Linked DNA regions of Pan troglodytes: region 1 is linked to region 2. Evidence: chromatin contacts called from public HiChIP or PLAC-seq data. All regions are on one chromosome and are shown on one strand. The core of a region is the stretch at or near the end of the contact, and the rest is flanking DNA. Distances in the headings are between cores, read along the strand shown. Region 1 holds the start of MRPL20 (mitochondrial ribosomal protein L20). Region 2 holds the start of TMEM240 (transmembrane protein 240).

Region 1 (4,532 bases), core at 1,968-4,467, 140 kb after region 2:
TTTTAGTAGAGATGGGGTTTCACCATGTTGGCCAGGGTGGTCTTGAACTCCTAACCTCAGGTGATCCGCCTGCCTTGGCCTCCCAAAGTGCTGGGATTACAGGCGTGAGCCACTGCGCCCGGCCAAGATGGCATTTTTCAAGCTGGCCCATTCTGAGCTGCTCACCCCGCCCTCCCTGCCCTTCCCACAGAATCCCCAGCCAAGGCTCTGGCCTTAGTTTCTCCCCTCTCTCTGCCTCCTGACAAAACACCGGGGCTTCTCATGTCACCCTGCATAGTGTAAGTGTAGGGGTGGGTTGCCCCTCCACACCTGTGGGTGTTTCTCGTAAGGTGGAACGAGAGACTTAGGAAAGAAAAAGACACAGAGACAAAGTATAGAGAAAGAAATAAGGGGACCTGGGGAACCAGCATTCAGCATATGGAGGATCCCGCCAGCCTCTGAGTTCCCTTAGTATTTATTGATCATTCGTGGGTGTTTCTCCGAGAGCGGGATGTGTCAGGGTCACAAGACAATAGTGGGGAGAGGGTCAGCAGACAAACACGTGAACAAAGGTCTTTGCATCATAGACAAGGTAAAGGATTAAGTGCTGTGCTTTAGATATGCATACACATAAACATCTCAATGCTTTACAAAGCAGTGTTGCTGCCTGCAGGTCCAACCTCCAGCCCTAAGGCGGTTTTTCCCTATCTCAGTAGATGGAACGTACAATCGGGTTTTATACCGAGACATTCCATTGCCCAGGGACAGGCAGGAGACAGATGCCTTCCTCTTGTCTCAACTGCAAGAGGCATGCCTTCCTCTTTTACTAATCGTCCTCGACACAGACCCTTTACAGGTGTCGGGCTGGGGGACGGTCAGGTCTTTCCCTTCCCACGAGGCCATATTTCAGACTATCACATGGGGAGAAACCTTGGACAATACCTGGCTTTCCTAGGCAGAGGACCCTGTGGCCTTCCGCAGTTTCTGTGTCCCTGGGTACTTGAGATTAGGGAGTGGTGATGACTCTTAAGGAGCGTGCTGCCTTCAAGCATCTGTTTAACAAAGCATATCTTGCACCGCCCTTAATCCATTTAACCCTGAGTGGACACAGCACATGTTTCAGAGAGCACGGGGTTGGGGGTAAGGTTATAGATTAACAGAATCTCAAGGCAGAAGAATTTTTCTTAGTACAGAACAAAATGGAGTCTCCTATGTCTACTTCTTTCTACACAGACACAGTAACAGATCAGAATCTCTCTTGCTTTTCCCCACAGTGAGTGTCCCCATCGCTCAGGAAATGCGAGTAATAAAAATCTCCAATAACAACAGCTTCTCCATGTCTCCACTCAGTCATGTCCATAAACTGAAAATCCTGCAGGTAGGCCAGTTGTGTCTGTCCCAGCACTTTGGGAGGCCAGTTTTGAGACCAGCCTGGGCAACATGGTGAAACTCCGTTTCTACCAAAAATACAAAAATTGGCCAGGCATGCACTTGTGGTCCAGCTACTCAGAAGGTCGAGGTGGGAAGATCACTCAAGCCCAGGAGGCAGAGGCTGCAATGAGCTGAGATGGCGCCACTGCACTCCAGACTGGGTGAGTGAGACCCCATCTGAAAAAAAAAAAAGTAGTTTTTCTTCTTCTTGTTTTTTGAGACAAGGTCTTGATCTGTCACCCAGGCTAGAGTGCAGTGGTGCGATCTTGGCTCACTGCAGCCTTGGCCTCCCGGGTTCAAGCAATTCTCCCACCTCAGCTGGGATTACTGGGGCCCGCCACCACGCCCGGCTACTTCTTGCATTTTTAGTAGAGATGGGGTTCCACCATGTTGGCCAGGCTGGTCTCGGATTTCTGACCTCAGGTGATCCACCTGCCTCGACCTCCCAAAGTGTTGTGCAGAGCCACTGCACCCGGCCTCCTCTTTTTTTTTAAGATGGAGTTTTGCTAGTTTCCGAGGCTGGAGTGCAATGAATGGCAGGATCTCGGCTCACCGCAAACTCTGCCTCCCGGGTTCAAGCAATTCTCCTGCCTCAGCCTCCTGAGTAGCTGACCATGTTGGTCAGCCTGGTCATTTAAGGTCGGGAGTTTGAGACCAGCCTGGCCAACATTGTGAAATCCCGTCTCTACTAAAAATACAAAAATTAGCTGGGAGTGGCGGTGTGCGCCTGTAATCCCAGATACTCGGGAGGCTGAGGCAGGAGAATCGCTTGAACCGGGTAGGCAGAGGTTGCGGTCAGCCGAGATCGCACCTTTGTACTCCAGACTGGGCGACGGAGCGAAACTCCGTCTCAAAAACAGAAAAAAACAAAACAAAACAAAAAACACAACAACAAATGCAGTGCGTCATCCTGGACTGAATCCTCAACAGGGAAAAAAGGTAAAAAAGACATTTGAGGCGAGTTAAATCTGGACTGTGGGCTGGGTCCGGATTTTGACCATTGTACGGTGTGGTTCCTAAGAGTAAATACACAGCAAAGTGTTTAGGTGTCTCCAGCGTCTCAAATGGTTGAGGAAAAAAATCCATTATGTTTATATTTACAGAGAGAATGATTCAAAAATGGAGCAAAACGTAAACAGTAGGTGAATTTGGTTCGAGAGTATTAAACAAATGGAACAAATGAAAACAGCTGGCACATTTTGGTAGCGAACACTGGGGAGTTTTCCTTGTACTTGTATTCCAACTCTTGTATGATTTAAAAAATATCCAAGTATAATAAACTGTTATAAAGAAACTGCACACCTCCAATTTTTCGATAATATAGCAGAAATATAAAATTACACATAATATAAAACTTTTTTTTTGGGACAGACTCTGGCTCCGCTGCCCAGGCTGTTGCGCGGTGGTGCAATCTAAGCTCACTGCAGCCTCCACCTCCAGAGCTCAGGCGAGCCTCCCATCTCAGCCTCCTGAGTAGCTGGGACCTCAGGCGCGCGCCACCACCGCTCCCGGCTAATTTCTTTTTGATTTTTTGTAGAGATGGGGTCTCACTATGTTGCCCAGGCTGGTCTTGAACTCCTGGACTCAAGTGTTCCTCCCACCTCGGCCTCCGAAAGTGCTGGGATTACAGGCATCAGCACCACAGCGATCACATTTACCATTTCGAAGCTTAGAATTTCCAGGCATGGCGCGGTGGCTCAGGCCCGTAATCCCAGCAGAAGCCAGCAGTCCCAGAGCAGCCTGGCCAACGCAGGAAGACGCCCCCTCTACAAAAAACACAAAAAGTTAGCCGGGCGTGGCGGCGCGCGCCTGACGTCCCAGCTACTAGGAAGGTAGAGGCCGCGGCGAGCCGAGGTCGGGCCGCTGCACCCCAGCCAGGGCGACCGGGCGAGACCCCGTCTCAAAATGAGTAAGTAAACAAAGTGCAAGGTTCAGAGGCAACGGGCACTTTCACACCGATGCGACCATCTCCACCTCGGTTCCTGAACATCCTCGTGGCCCCAGGGGGCGGCCTGGCCCTCCCTGCCCGCGCCGCACCCGAGCTCCCCGGCCGCGGGGCCCCCGACCCGGGTCCGCTGCCCTCACGGCGCCCTCGGAGCCACAGCTGCGGCCGGGGCCGTGCTCCGGGACGGTCCGCGCTGCGTTGCTGTTTATCCATCGTCCGCGAATAGCCACGGGCGCTGCGGCCCCGTTCTCCTTTCAGACCCCGCCGCGGCCCCACATCGGCTCCCCAACACGCGCCACCACTGCGAGTTCAGGAGCACAACTGGGCACCCGCGGGCTGACGGGAGACGACCTTCGCCCCGGAAGTATCGCAGGGGCTGACCCGGAAGCGCTCGTGACCACCATTTCCGACGCGGGCAAGATGGCAGCGGCGCGGCGCGTGCGTTGTTGAGTATCCGGGACGCCGGCCTGCAGGCGCCATGGTCTTCCTCACCGCGCAGCTCTGGCTGCGGAATCGGGTCACCGACCGCTACTTTCGGATCCAGGAGGTGCTGAAGCACGCCAGGGTGAGTGCCGCCCGCCCGGCCTGGGCACTGGGCGCCCGGGGTATCCCGCGGGCCAAGGGGCGGCCGGCGCGGGCCCCGCTGACAACCCTGGTTTCTCGTTTTCTGACCCAGCACTTCCGGGGAAGGAAAAATCGCTGCTACAGGTTGGCGGTCAGAACCGTGATTCGAGCCTTTGTGAAATGCACCAAAGCCCGATACCTGAAGAAAAAGAACATGAGGACCGTAAGCGTGGACCCGGGACACCCGCCGGCCAGCGCGCTCGCGGCCCCTGCGTTTCTGCGCCGCGACCCAGCTAGTGTGCAGCCGCCCGGCCACCCTCAGCCCCTTCCTTTCATACCTTGCTTCGAAACTCCGACAAATTATGTCGCCCCGCAGGCAAACTGTGGGACATCCGTTCTCCCGCCCCGCCGCCACCCCCACTGTCACCCGCTGCTCCAGCCCCTCGCCCGGGCCACTGCAGAGCCGCCTTGCCACTCTCCCTGCGTCGCCAGCCACCGCCCTAGTCGCTGCTGCTCTCATCCCTCCGGTGGCTTCCCTTCCCTTTGGCAGCTGAAGTCAACCCAGCCCCTTGCCAACCCTCCAGGGCTACTATCTGCTGCCGTGGTGCTCCTC
Region 2 (4,481 bases), core at 996-3,495:
GGTCCAGTGTGGCTGCTGAAGCGCCAGGGACGGTCTTCATGATCGCCTGGCAGGAGAAAAGGTCATGGGAAAATCTCGTCCCAGAAGTTATTGTGCGATTTCTGCTTGGGTCACGTTGGCCAGAGCTGAGTCACAGACAGGCCGCTCCTTGCTTAGAGGCACTGGGTGCTGGCCAAGGTTGGGGACCAGGGGACAGTGGAGATGGCAAGTAACGAGCTGCCGGTGCCAGGGCAGGTGTGCCTCGGAGCCGGGCCTGCTCACTCTGGGGCAGCAGCCCTCTGCCAGGGGCTCTGGTGGATGGAGGCCAGGATGCTCCGATGACCAGGCTGCCCCTGCTCGCTTGGTGGTGGTGTGGAAGCGCTGGCGGTGAGGGTTGGTCGGCCCCGCTGTGCATGTGTGGGTCTGAGCCCCGGCCGCCAGGTCTCCGTGCTGGGCCCTTCTCAGAATCCAGCTCCAGGCTCCTCCCAGCTTCAGGTCCTGTGAGGGTCGGTGGGGAGGTGGGGGCTGCCTCCTGCTCCACACCAGGCGAGGGCCTGGGGCTGCCCAGGAAGCTCTCCCCCTGCAGCCTCCGGCCGTCCTTGTGAGGCAGCAGCGGTGGGGTGAGGGCCTGCCTGCTGCGCTGGTTTCTGCTGGCTCAGGCCTGGCGTAGGTGTTAAGGGGGAGCAGACAGGCAGGAGTGGGCAAGGCCCTCACCACGGTCCTGTCCTTGCAGATCCAGCACACGGAAGACATGGAGAACGAGATCGACGAGCTGCTGCAGGAGTTCGAGGAGAAGAGTGGCCGCACCTTTCTGCACACCGTCTGCTTCTACTGAGCCCAGCGCCTGCATGGAGCCGCCTCTGGAGCTTCCTGTTGTTCATACTTTTTCCTTCCTGACATTTGTTTTTACTTACAGGTGTTCTGCTGGTGACGGTAGCATTACCCAAATAAACTGTGCATATGAAATGGGAGAGGAGATGCCAAAACGCCAGATGAAAGCAATCAAGTTTCTTCTTTTCCACTTTTACTTATGAGCGGGATATTGATTACAAAGTTTTTCTTCTTTAACCAAAAAGGAAAGACAACGGTTTGTGTGCACTTCCCGACATACCTGTGTCTTCGTGTGCCTGCCTTCCCTCCCTCCTCCCCACCCGGCCGGACTGTACAGAGCCCTGCTGCGGCGTGTTAGGAATGACCTGGAATTGTCAATAAACAGATGCTGCTGTCATTGTGCCTGGTCCTGAATTCCTGGCCCGACCCTCGCCCCTGAGGAGGTGGCAGAGGCCTAGCCCTGCCGCCCTTAGTGACCTCCGACCACTGCTTGGGAGGTGTAGCTCAGACCTGGTGGTGCTGACAGGGCCTGGGCCTACCCGTGCCTGTGCTGCCTGAAGCAGAAGCCGCCTGCTCCTGCCACAACTGCTGCCTGTGGTGGAGTGGCGTCCCCTCTCCATGTGGAACCCCCCCGGGGCGGGGATCCCCCAAGGCCAGCTACGGGGGAGGCTGAGCCGGGAGGATCGCTTGAGCCCAGGAGTGGAGGCTGCAGTGAGCCTGGATGGCCCCACGGCCCAGGCTGGGTCCCAGGCATAGCTTCCTGCTGACTTCCTGCTGAGGCCGGGGGTCGGCTCCTGGGCCTGAGACATGGTCACTGGTCGTGGATGAGAGTTTGGCCTCAGGACCCTGAGCCAGGGACAGCCAGAGTGGAGTGGTGGCCACTGGGGCCTCTGAATGGCAGGCGTCCCGACCCATGGGCCTAGGCTGACCCCCTCGTCCCCGCCCTAAGGGAAGCCTGTGCGGGGCGGCCCTGCCCTCAGCTCCTGTGCCACATCCCTCCATTGAGGATTCCAGGGGTCATCCCGTCCCTGACCTGTGGCCCCCACGGCCGTGGGGTTGTCGCGACCTTGCGGACCCCACCCTGGAGGCACGTGCTTGCCGAGCGGACTGGTGCAGTCCCGCACCCGGCGACCTGGGAGTCCAGGACGTAGGGCGGAGCAGTGGGGCGGGAAGGGCCTCGGCGCCCCTCCAGGACCGGAGGACTGGCGTCCAGGGTCACTGGACAGGCCACCGGGGCTGGGTCTGACCAGACTGGGGCGGGACACGAAGCCGAGGTTCCCGGGGAGGGGTCCGGGGGATGGCGGTCTCCTCCCGGCGCTGGCACGGGGCGGCCTGCGGTCTGCGCGGTCCCTCCCGAGAGGCGGAGGAAGGCGGCGGGGAGGGAGGGGGGAGGAGGGAGGAGGAGGCAGGGAGGGGGCCGGAGCCGAGCAGAGCCGAGTCGAGCCGAGCCGAGCGCATCGCAGGGAGGACCCGAGGGCGGAGCGGAGCGCGGCGGGCCGGGCCGAGAGACCCCAGAAAGGCCCCGCGTCCCTCCCCGGCGCCCCCCCCCCCGCGCCTCCTCCCCCCGGCCGGTGCCGGGGTTGCAGCGAGCGGCGGCGGACGATCCAGGGAAGCGCTGACCTCTGCGGAGGCGGCGGGGGCTCAGCATCGGGCCGGGGCCGGGGGGGCGCCGGGGCCGGGGGGCGGCGCTCCGGCCCGGCCCGGCCCCGCCCGATGTCCATGAGCGCGAACACCATGATCTTCATGATTCTGGGGGCGTCGGTCGTGATGGTGAGCGGAGGGGCTTCCCGCGCGCGCCCCCTGCTCCCCGCCCGCGCGCGCCGCCTGGCCCACCTCCCGCGCCTTGTTTACCGCCCGTGCGGCCTGCGCTCCCCTCCCCGGCCTGCGCTCCCCTCCCCGGCCTGCGCTCCCCCCACCCCGGCCTCCGCTCCCCTCCCCAACCTGCGATCCCCACACTCCCTACGCTCCTCTCTCCGGCCTACGCTCCCCCCACCCCGGCCTGCGCTTCCCCCTCCCCGGCCCGCGGTCCCCTCCCGGGCCTGCGCTCCCCCCACCCCGGCCTGCGCTCCCCTCCCCAGCCTGCGATCCCCATACCCGCTGCGCTCCCCCTACCAAGGCCTACGCTCCCCTCACCGCGGCCTGCGCTCCCCTCACCCCGGCCTGCACTCTCGCTCCCCGCTTGCGCTGCCCCGACCCCGGCCTGCGCTCCCCACCCCCAGCCCCCCTTCGTCCCTCCCGCTCCTTGGCGCTGACCGGTCATGAGCTCTTCCAGGCCATCGCGTGCTTGATGGACATGAACGCGCTGCTGGACCGATTCCACAACTACATCCTCCCGCACCTGCGGGGCGAGGACCGCGTCTGCCACTGCAACTGTGGCCGGTGAGTCCGCAACCGGCGCCGGCTCGACACGCGTGAGCGCACATGTGTGGCGGGGCCCACTCGGGGCGCGGGGGAGCCAGCCCCACGCAGGCCGCGAGCCGCCTTCCACCCTTGAGGGCTGCCAGGTGCGCAGGGGGAGGAGCTGTCTCAAGGTGGGGGGGTCTCCTGGGGGCGCATGGCTTTAGGACGCCATTCCTAGAGGCCTCCAGGGTGATGGCGGAATGGGTCACGCGGCCTCCTGGTCCAGCCTGGAGGCCGGAAAGCCGCAGCCCAGTGTGATGTCCACAGTGGAGACCCAAGCCAGCCTCATCAGGGCTGGGGCAGGAAGCGCCTGCTGGCACAGGGCTGGGCCCTGCACTGAGTCCCAGGGCAGGGGAATGCAGGTCAAGGTGGGAAGGGCCTGCCTTGAGGGGCACTGGGCACCACCCCCGGGCCAGAGAGGAGCTGAGGGATGGGCTGGGGGGGCAGCGGGGAGGTGGAGCTTCCTCAAGGTCATTCAGATTGAAGGGAGCGCCCAGACCCCCCCGCACTCACCGTGTGACCCCCTCTGTGCACGTGTAGCGATGGGATCCTCTTGGCCATGCATGTTTGTACGTCCATGTACGAAATAAACATCTTCTCATGAGACGCGCATGTGTGTGGCGTCTGTGCATATACATGTGCGTACACACAGCCCCCGCGCACGCACGCATGCACTTCCACCCCTCAGGACGCCCTACGCAGTGGCCGCTGTTAACCCTGCTGAACAGATGAGGAAGTGGACGGAGGCTTTAGAGGACAGGCTTTTCCAAGGTCACACAGCTAGTGAAGGACAAAGGGGGCACCAACCCAGAACCCGTGTTCGTCATCTCTGCTGCCTCCTGCTCCGGGGGTCTCTGTGCATACGTGTGGGTGCGGGGCATGTGTGTTCAGGACAGCTGCATGTGTTGCTAAGCTGTGTGACGTGCCTATGGGTGCAGCAGGCGTGTCGATGAAGAACACGGGTGTTAGAGAAGGCAGAGCTCGGGGTGTCTGTGACCCTCACGTGTGCTGGGCACAGGGTAGGGGGTAAGAGCTTGTGGGGTGGCCACATGCTACCAGAGAGCCCCGTGTCCCTGGCTGGCAGGTCCGACCGCTGAGCAAAGGCCTGAGGTCGGCTCCACTGCCTCCCGGAGGCTGGGCCCAGACCCGAGCCCCGGAGCATCAGAAAGGCGCGGCCTCTGTGCGCGTGGGCTGGGGCCATGTGCATCCGCCTGTGGCAGCACACTGAGGGCTCCGCGGGGCAGGCAGAGGGCGCCTTAGAGTATTTGCAC

What was found. HiChIP or PLAC-seq counts read pairs in DNA pulled down with a chosen protein or histone mark.
Region 1: a contact with region 2 is called in an H3K4me3 HiChIP or PLAC-seq map of stem cell-derived excitatory neurons, with 2.5 times the contacts expected there. The contact joins the promoter of MRPL20 here to the promoter of TMEM240 in region 2. A contact is called at or near these places in 1 of 7 Hi-C or Micro-C datasets (stem cell-derived neural progenitor cells) and 1 of 1 datasets of contacts at active chromatin or transcription factors (stem cell-derived excitatory neurons).

Annotation. Positions count from the first base shown.
Region 1 is chr1:230,550,819-230,555,350 of NHGRI_mPanTro3-v2.0_pri, forward strand. MRPL20 (mitochondrial ribosomal protein L20) reads left to right here and starts at 3,218. Exons shown (of 4, transcript XM_016952122.4): 1 at 3,218-3,920; 2 at 4,032-4,142. The coding sequence starts at 3,834.
Region 2 is chr1:230,413,344-230,417,824 of NHGRI_mPanTro3-v2.0_pri, forward strand. It overlaps TMEM240 (transmembrane protein 240), which reads left to right and starts at 2,246. Exons shown (of 4, transcript XM_016952210.3): 1 at 2,246-2,580; 2 at 3,083-3,189. The coding sequence starts at 2,524. SSU72 (SSU72 homolog, RNA polymerase II CTD phosphatase) reads left to right here. Exons shown (of 5, transcript XM_016952220.4): 5 at 713-1,207. The coding sequence ends at 814.